Regions from separate parts of the Sus scrofa genome. Here region 1 is linked to region 2. The links are chromatin contacts, called in public targeted proximity ligation maps. All regions are on one chromosome and are shown on one strand. The core of a region is the stretch at or near the end of the contact, and the rest is flanking DNA. Distances in the headings are between cores, read along the strand shown. Region 1 overlaps RASSF3 (ras association domain-containing protein 3). Region 2 overlaps RASSF3 (ras association domain-containing protein 3).

The links.
Region 1: a contact with region 2 is called in a targeted proximity ligation map of alveolar macrophages. A contact is called at or near these places in 4 of 47 Hi-C or Micro-C datasets (blood, brain, fetal liver and 1 more) and 1 of 2 datasets of targeted methods (alveolar macrophages).

What each region holds. Positions count from the first base shown.
Region 1 is chr5:29,106,115-29,110,207 of Sscrofa11.1, forward strand. It overlaps RASSF3 (ras association domain-containing protein 3), which reads left to right. Exons shown (of 6, transcript XM_021091945.1): 5 at 1,356-1,465. Among named protein-coding and RNA genes, the nearest start is that of GNS, 82 kb to the right of the region's middle.
Region 2 is chr5:29,038,171-29,042,158 of Sscrofa11.1, forward strand. The region is part of intron 2 of RASSF3 (ras association domain-containing protein 3); the gene reads left to right. Among named protein-coding and RNA genes, the nearest start is that of RASSF3, 90 kb to the left of the region's middle.

The DNA of each region.
Region 1 (4,093 bases), core at 942-3,441, 68 kb after region 2:
CTCTAGCTGTTACCTTGGGGACCTCGGTACCCTGGTCCCCCAGGAGCACATGCAGTGGGTGAGTTACATTTTGATCTGAGGTCTGCTTGTCTGAACTTCATACCCACAATAAAGAGAATATTAAAAGGCTGCATGAAGCCAAATAAGAGATTCCAGATCAGGTCATCATTGAGCAGAAATTGATAGCCAGGGTGGATGACAGTGATTTAGTGATTCACTGAGTACTAATTTGAAAATGGTGTATGTTTGAGCATTTGAGCTGACCCTAGTTTTTCTGGGTAGAGCCTTGAGCAGCTGTAGCAGAAAATACACTCACCTTGGCATCGTGTGAAATGTCTTTTGGCTGCCTGGGGATGAAACCCAGGTAGTTGCTGAGTATCAGCATGTTTCTTCAACACATTCTGTGGGCTGGCTCTGCAGACTGCAGACACAAATAGGCCAAGTTTTCTGTTGTCCAGCAGCCACAGGCTCGGCAGCAGTGTACATCAGTGGGGAATTCAGTGCCTGTGATGCAGTTGTATCCAGAAGTGTTGAGATAATATAGATCAGTTCAGGTGGCATTTTTGTCTTGCCACATTCTCTGCCTGCCCACCTGGACTTTAGTTGCATAATCTGACAGTAATAGCATCCTGCTGATATAGTACCCATGTGGCAAAGCTTTCCTTCGTGTAAAAGCAATGCCAGTGACACTGTGTGTGTGTGTGTGTGTGTGTGTGTGTGTGTGTGTGTGGCATGAGACATAGAGCTGGGCTTAAAGCCACTAGAACTTGCATTCAGGCCACTTTGTTTGTTTGTGGCTGCTCATTTTGAGTTAATTTGTAGAAAGACTTGCTTCTAGAGCTCTGCTTTCATGTTCTTGGGATGGTTTTTGTTTGTTTTTTTTGGCTGCGCGTGCAGCAGCTAGAAGTGGAATTTCAGTTCCTAGGCTAGGGATTGAACCCAAGCTGCAGTGGTAAAAGCATCAAATCCATTAGACCACCAGACAACTCCCTGGGATGGTATATTTTTATTTTTAATGGGGTTACAGAGCCTTTTGTAAAAAGTTTATCTCCTAGGAGGAGCAGAGTTAATTATAAACCCACTTGGGGAGCAGTACTCATTTAAATTCATTCTCGAGACTCATTTCCTTTTTAATCAATAAATAGTTGATATTGAATGGATAGAATGGAAATAGTATAGAATGCATGCCACTGTGGGCAGCTTATTGGTGGCAGAATGAGGAGGATTGTGCCTGGGCCGGGGTCCCGTGGACTGTTGCCCGGATCTGGGGGTGGGGGTGGTGGCGAGGGGTGCTGTGAGGTCGGGTGCTGTGATGTCATGCTCTGTTGATGACGTGTGGCTTGCTTCCTCACCAGTCTACGCCTGCAAGCTCTCAGACCGGGAACATCCACTCTACCTGCGTTTGGTCGCAGGGCCCAGGACGGACACACTTAGTTTTGTTCTTCGTGAACATGAAATTGGAGAGGTAAGTGATTCTTGCTTCAAACTCTGCAGACAACCCGGCCCTGTTTCATCGCTCAGATCTGGGGACCATTGCAGAGGAGAAGGAGGGGAGAGGGGATGTGTCTGTGTGTCTGCCTGTCAGGGAGGAGACGTGGTTCTGGAGAGAGATGGTGGCTTCCTGTGTTTTTGAATTGTCAGAAATGAACCCCCAGTTAGCCTACAATATAATTCTTTTATAAATAGCACTTACTGTATTGGTCTGTAATTTTCAGAGGTGGGAGGAAATGCATGTTTTTTTACTTGATCTCCTCCCAGAGAGTCATTTCACCCCTTCTACCTCTAAATTACTCTAAGCCAGATGTGCTTTGAAAATCAACACTCTCCCTGTTGGCTGCTAATCAGAGTCCCCAGGCCCTTTGCTCTAAAGGGAAATGCAGTCTTTTTACCACAAAAGACATTTATCTTGCTAGAATCTCTCTTTCCTTTTGGCCCAAACGATTAAGGAATTATGTTTATATGTGCATCATTTGCCATTTTCTCTCCAGGGAGGATTGGATTTAGGTCAGCTCAGTTCAAGGAAAAAAGCACTCTAGATCGTCCTTCTAGATCAAGGGTCAGTCAAGTAAATCTCTCAAGCTCTGTGTCTCAGCCTCTTGTCTGAAATAGGAAATGGCATGAATGGTGCACATAGAACATTCTGTGATGCAGTGAGAACAGTTTCTAGGTTAAAAGTTAGGGAACCAAGACTCTACTTCCTATGGTTCTTCTTTTTTTTCCCCACATTGGCCGCACCCCTGGCATATGGAAGTTCCTCGGCCAGGGGTAGAATCCGAGCCACAGCTGCAGCCTATGCCACAGCTGCAGCATCTCCGGATCCTTGAACCCTCTGCACTGGGTCAGGGATTGAATCGGTGCCTCTGCAGTGACCCAAACCACTGCAGTCTGATTCTTTTTTTTTTTTTTTTTGTCTTTGTAGGGTGGCACCCATGGCACATAGAGTTCCCAGGCTAGGGGTCCAATCGGAGCTACAGCTGCTGACCTACACCACAGCCACAGCAACTCGGGATCTGAGCCGAGTCTGCAACTTACACCACAGCTCACGGCAACGCCGGATCCTTAACCCACCGAGCGAGGTCAGGGATTGAACCTGAGTCCTCATGGATGCTAGTGGGATTTGTTAACCGCTGAGCCACAACGGGAACTCCCCTTTAATCTGATTCTTAACCACCCTGCTACAGCAGGAACTCCCTTACTGTTGTTCTTGTTTAGATTAGGAGCATGACCTTGGGTAAGTCTTCTAATTTTTTCAGTCCTCAGCTTTAAAATCTGTAAAGGGGGACTAAAGACTTGAAAGGGTGGTTTTGAGTTGCAAATTAGAACTTTATGTAAACTTGTTTGGTAAAGGATATGTTTCTATGTCAGGGTAAATCGGAACTTAAGGAGTTTTAGGAAGACAGTGATTTGGGCCTTTTTTTTTTTTTTTTTTTTTTTTTGATCTTTTTGCCTTTTCTAGGGCCCTACCTGCGTCATATGGAGATTCCGAGGCTAGGGATCTAACCAGAGCTGTTGCTGCTGGCCTACACCACAGCCACAACAACGCAGGATCCGAGCTGCATCTGCAACCTACCCCACAGTTCACGGCAATGCTGGATTCTTAACCCACTGAGCGAGGCCAGGGATTGAACCCATGTCCTCCTGGATACTAGTCAAGTTCATTACCACTGAGCCGCAACAGGAACTCCCTAATAGCATATTCTAATGTAGACGGTTTTGCTTTCCTGCTTCATGTTTTTCATTTCCTTTAATAAGTAGCTCAAAATTCATCTCCAAGAGCCTTCTGTCGTTGGCCCATTTGGGAGTTTTCCTCTGTCTCCTCTCTCTGCCCTTGTATTTGGCTATCTCCTCTTCTCCCTTCCCACCCCTGGGACTCTCTCATCAGAAATTGCTCCTGGCTGAGACACTGATTCTCAGCCCAGGACCCAGGGCCTGCTTTGGGAAGGGGAGGATGTGTCGTTTGGAAAAACACCTCTCAGGTGATGCCAGGTACCTCCTTGACATTATACTGCTTTCATTGTAAAATAAACTAAAAAAAGAGTAGTAAAATCTTTTGTGCCTGATACCAGGCACAGTTAGGAAAACAATTCAGAGACCCAAGAGCCAGAGAGAAAGCCCACATGGTTCACAACCACTGCGGTGTAGACAAGAGTGATACTAAGCAAAAAGCAAATCATGTTTTCTCAGTTTTGCGATTCTTATTTTGTGTACAAGTAAATGAAGAATGTCCCCTGTAACTTCTAATTTGGGGCAAGAAGGGCAATATAAAGACGTAGTTGCTGGCTCCACAATGATGAGTAAAAGTAGTCCATGCCACTGTTTCTTTAAATGATGATTTTGTTATTAAAAAAACTCAAAAGATGTGATTTCTTCATGTTGCATATGGGAAAGAACTCAAAATAAAAATGACTTTCCTGAATTCCCATTGCGGCTCAGCAGGTTAAGAACCCGACATAGTGTCCGTGAGGATACAGTTCCACCCCTGGCCTTGCTCATTAGGTTAAGGATCTGGTGTGGCTGTGGCTGTGCTGTAGGCTGGCAGCTGCAGCACTGATTCAACCCTTAGCCTGGGAACTTCCATATGCTGCAGGTGGGG
Region 2 (3,988 bases), core at 1,056-3,555:
TAAGGCCATTTCTGTTTGTTTCGACGGGCTTGTGGATTGCTTTTTCTTGCCAGTTTTCCTTTGAGGGGAAGTACTGCCCTTTCAGGTCTTTCTGAGGTTTGAGAATTCCTTTCTTGTTTTTCCTAATGGCCCACCTTGGGCACAAGGTGCAGTTGGCTGGCGTGCGTGTGGTGGTTCTGCTGTGCTGAGGCATGGGGTTTGATCCTCGCCTGTGCTGTGGGTCTCTGCTAGAGGACATGTCTTCTGCGCCCTGTACCCAAAGCATAATTATTCCTGCCATTTGGTGGAGAGGATTTGGCAGTAGGTCATGCAGGAGAAGTAGTTCCATTCAAAAAGCAAACCTAGCACCACCGGTATCAGCAAATCAACTTGAAACCCATTCTCACTATGCTAGTTCTGTGCCAAATTAATTACAATGGATCTTAGCAGGGAGGGGCAAGAGAGGGGTAGAGGTCCAAACATCGTATAAGATAAGTTAAAAGGAGTTCTAGTCGTGGCACAGCAGAAACAAATCCGACTGAGAACCATGAGGTTGTGGGTTCGATCCCTGGCCTTGCTCAGTGGGTTAAGGATCTGGTGTTGCTGTGAGCTCTGGTGTAGGTTGCAGACGAGGCTTGGATCTGCTATTGCTGTGGCTGCAGCGTAGGCCGGCAGCTTAGCTCCAATTAGACCCCTAGCCTGGGAACCTCCATATGCCGACAGTGCAGCCCTAAAAAGACAAAATAAATAAATAAATAAATAAGGACATATTGTACAATACAGGGAATATAGCTGGTATTTTATAATGGAATATAACCTTTAAAAGTTGTGAATCGCTGTATTGTATACCTACAACTTATAGAATATCGTACGTCAATTATACTTCAATAAAAATAAATACATCTTGGAGTTCCCCCTCCTGGCTCAGCAGAAACAAATCTGACTAGCATGCACGAGGATGCAGGTTTGACCCCTGGCCTTGCTCAGTGGGTTAAGGATCTGGCTTTGCTGTGTGTGAGCTGTGGTGTTGGCTGGCAGCTGTGACTCCAATTCGACCCCTAGCCTGGGAACCTCCATAAGCCAAGGGTGTGGCCCTAAAAAGACCAAAAAACAAAAAAAACAAAAACAAAAAAGCCCTAAAACAAACCATCTTTATAAAAAGGAAAAACAAAATGAATTTTGATCTTTTCAGGTGAGGCTATTACCTTTTAAGAAAAAAGGGACTGGATTTTGCCATGGGCTAAAAGTGTGGTGTGTTGTTGATTAAAAGCAGGCACTTGTGTGAGGCACCTTGAGTTAAATCAATGTTTGCTGCATTGTCTTGGGCAAGTCATTGCACCTCTTTAAACCTCAGTTTATTCTATAAAGTAGTAGCATACCTGGCACATAATAAGCCATAGTAAATATAAGCAATTGGATTGATTGATTGATTGATTGATTGTCTTTTCTAGGGCTACGCCTGCGACATATGGAGGTTCCCAGGTTCCCATTGAGAGATTTGGAGTGAACCTAATAATCTAGCCAAAGAATGAAAGACAGAAGGAAATTGTGTTTCTTTGACTTTATTGAGCAAAAATGAATTGAGGCTCTCAATGTAATTGATTAGGAAGGAGCTTCAGTCATTCCTAGAGACTTACCCCCCCCCCCGCCCCCATCACTGTGGTGCCTTTGTTTTCTGGTAAAGGGGCTGATTCCTCCTGACCAAGCCTGAGGCTACCCATCAAAGTCTTCACCCCCTTCTTTCTCCTGTAAAGCCAGCCACCCCAGTGGAAAGAGCAGGCACATGAAAGTGGCTTTCTTTTGCCCAGGGCTTCATGTAAAAGTTAACCCATTGCAGAAAAGCTTTGTCCTTTTCAACTTCCTCTGCTCTCCCTCCCTCAGCTGTCTTGGAGTGCAGGATTCTAGGGGCAGTTTTGCTCGAGGCTGCTCGCTTCTTCCTGGGGGTTTCCTTTTTCCTCCCCAGGGTCTAAATTGCCTTCTGCCCATTGTTGAGGGACTTAGTCACTGTCTTGTTTCTGGTTGTCATAAGGCTGAATCAGATGAGGTAATTGAGGCGAACTGTGTCCGGTGCTGCAGGGGCGATGCTGTGGCTGCTGCCCTTAGAGTCCCCTGCAGTGGCTCCCCGCCTAACCACTCTCCCCCGCAGTGTCATCTCCCCTCTAAGGCACTTCAGGGTTGCTGGATGCATCCGCAGTTTAGAAACAAGCTTGCTTATGCAAAATTTGAATGCAGGCATTAAAGAAGCTCAGCGAGTCATGTGATCTGTCTGGCTAACTCATCCGAGGTCATTTATTCTCTGTGAAACTGGTATGAGGTTTGGAATCTGGTGGGAAACCCCTTCCTTTGGGCCATGTGAGCTTCCTGGGGCCATGTGCTCTTCCCTCTCTGCCCCAACCTCCCCTCCCTTTGGTTGTGTGTTTCTTATGATAAATTGATTGTCTGAAACTGGCCTCGGGAGTTCCCATCATGGCACAGCAGAAATGAATCCGACTAGGAACCATGACGTTTTGGGTTTGATCCCTGGCCTCCCTCGGTGGGTTAAGGATCCAGCATTGCTCTGAGCTGTGATGTAGGCTGGCAGCTGTAGCTCCAATTCGACCCCTAGCCTGGAAAACTCCATATGCTGTGGGTGTGGCACTAAAAAGACAATACCGGAAAAAAAAAAAAAGAAACTGACTTTGTATTAATTCTGAACACCATGGCGAAGAATTTTAATCATTTGAACTTTTAACTGAGCCATTGTATTACTGAATTACACTTATAAGTAATATCAGTTTTTTGAAAAGTATCTGGCATTTGCGTACATTTTTACTAACTAGCATTAACGTTTATACTGGTATTAGCATTATCAATTTAAAACACTTTGGTAGGAGTTGTTACTGAGGTAGTGTGATTCAGTAGAAAAGTCTAGAGATCCAGAATTGGGAGACTTTTTTTTTTTTTTTGGCTGCACCCTTGGCATTTGGAAGTTCCCAGCCCTGGGATTGAACCTGAGCCATAGGTTCAACACCACCAAATCCTTAACAACTAACTACACCATCAGGGAACTCCTTCTCCTATTTTTAATGGATATTGTTTATAAATTAATTATAAATTCTCAACCTATCATAGTATTGGAGGTGACAATAAATAGTTGTTGAAAAAATGGATTTATTCTTCCATCTCATTCACGGATGTCTGTTTTTATCTGCAAAGTGGTGATTTGGGGACCCGAACAGTTGTATCTAAGAAAGCTTGAATTAGTTATGAAACAGTTGTGGCATTTATGAAGCACTCAGATGCTTTGGAAAAAGACAGCATTCTAGTTCATTGTTGGATGCATCAGGGAAACTGAGAAAACATTAGTTTTTAAGCCTTCCCGATGATCCCATCTGTGAGTTCACGAGGGCAGACCACATCTGTCCTGTTCACCACTGTATCCTCACTGTTAGCGTGGTGCCTGGCGCAGGGCACAGAGTGGGGGGGCGGGGAGTGGCTATCGATGTTTATTAATTGACTACCTGATTTTCATGGGATCAGGCTTGCTTCTTATAGTCAAGAAAAAGAAGTTGGGTGATGGTGGTGAAACAAATTTCTTTTGGTTTCAAGATTAGCGATAATAAAACAACGGTAATAGAACCTGTATCATGTGAAAGTGAGACATTTAGGTGAAATGGAAAATATTCTACAGAAAAGAAAATTGTGGACTTGGAGAATAGACTTGTGGTTGCCAAGGGGGAGAGGAAGGGAGTGGAATGGATGGGGAGCTTGGGGTTAATAGAAGCAGGCTATTGCCTTCGGAATGGATTAGCAATGAGATCCTGCTGTGTAGCACTGGGAACTATGTCTGGTCACTTATGATGGAGCATGATAATGTGTGAAAATAGAATGTATACATGTATGTGTAACCGGGTCACCATGCTGTACAGTAGGAAAAAAAAAAAAGGTTAAAGAATAAAATAAATAAATTTCTTTTGGAGCCTGAAAAAGAAAATATATTGGGCTGGGACGGGGAGACCTCCTAGGCCTG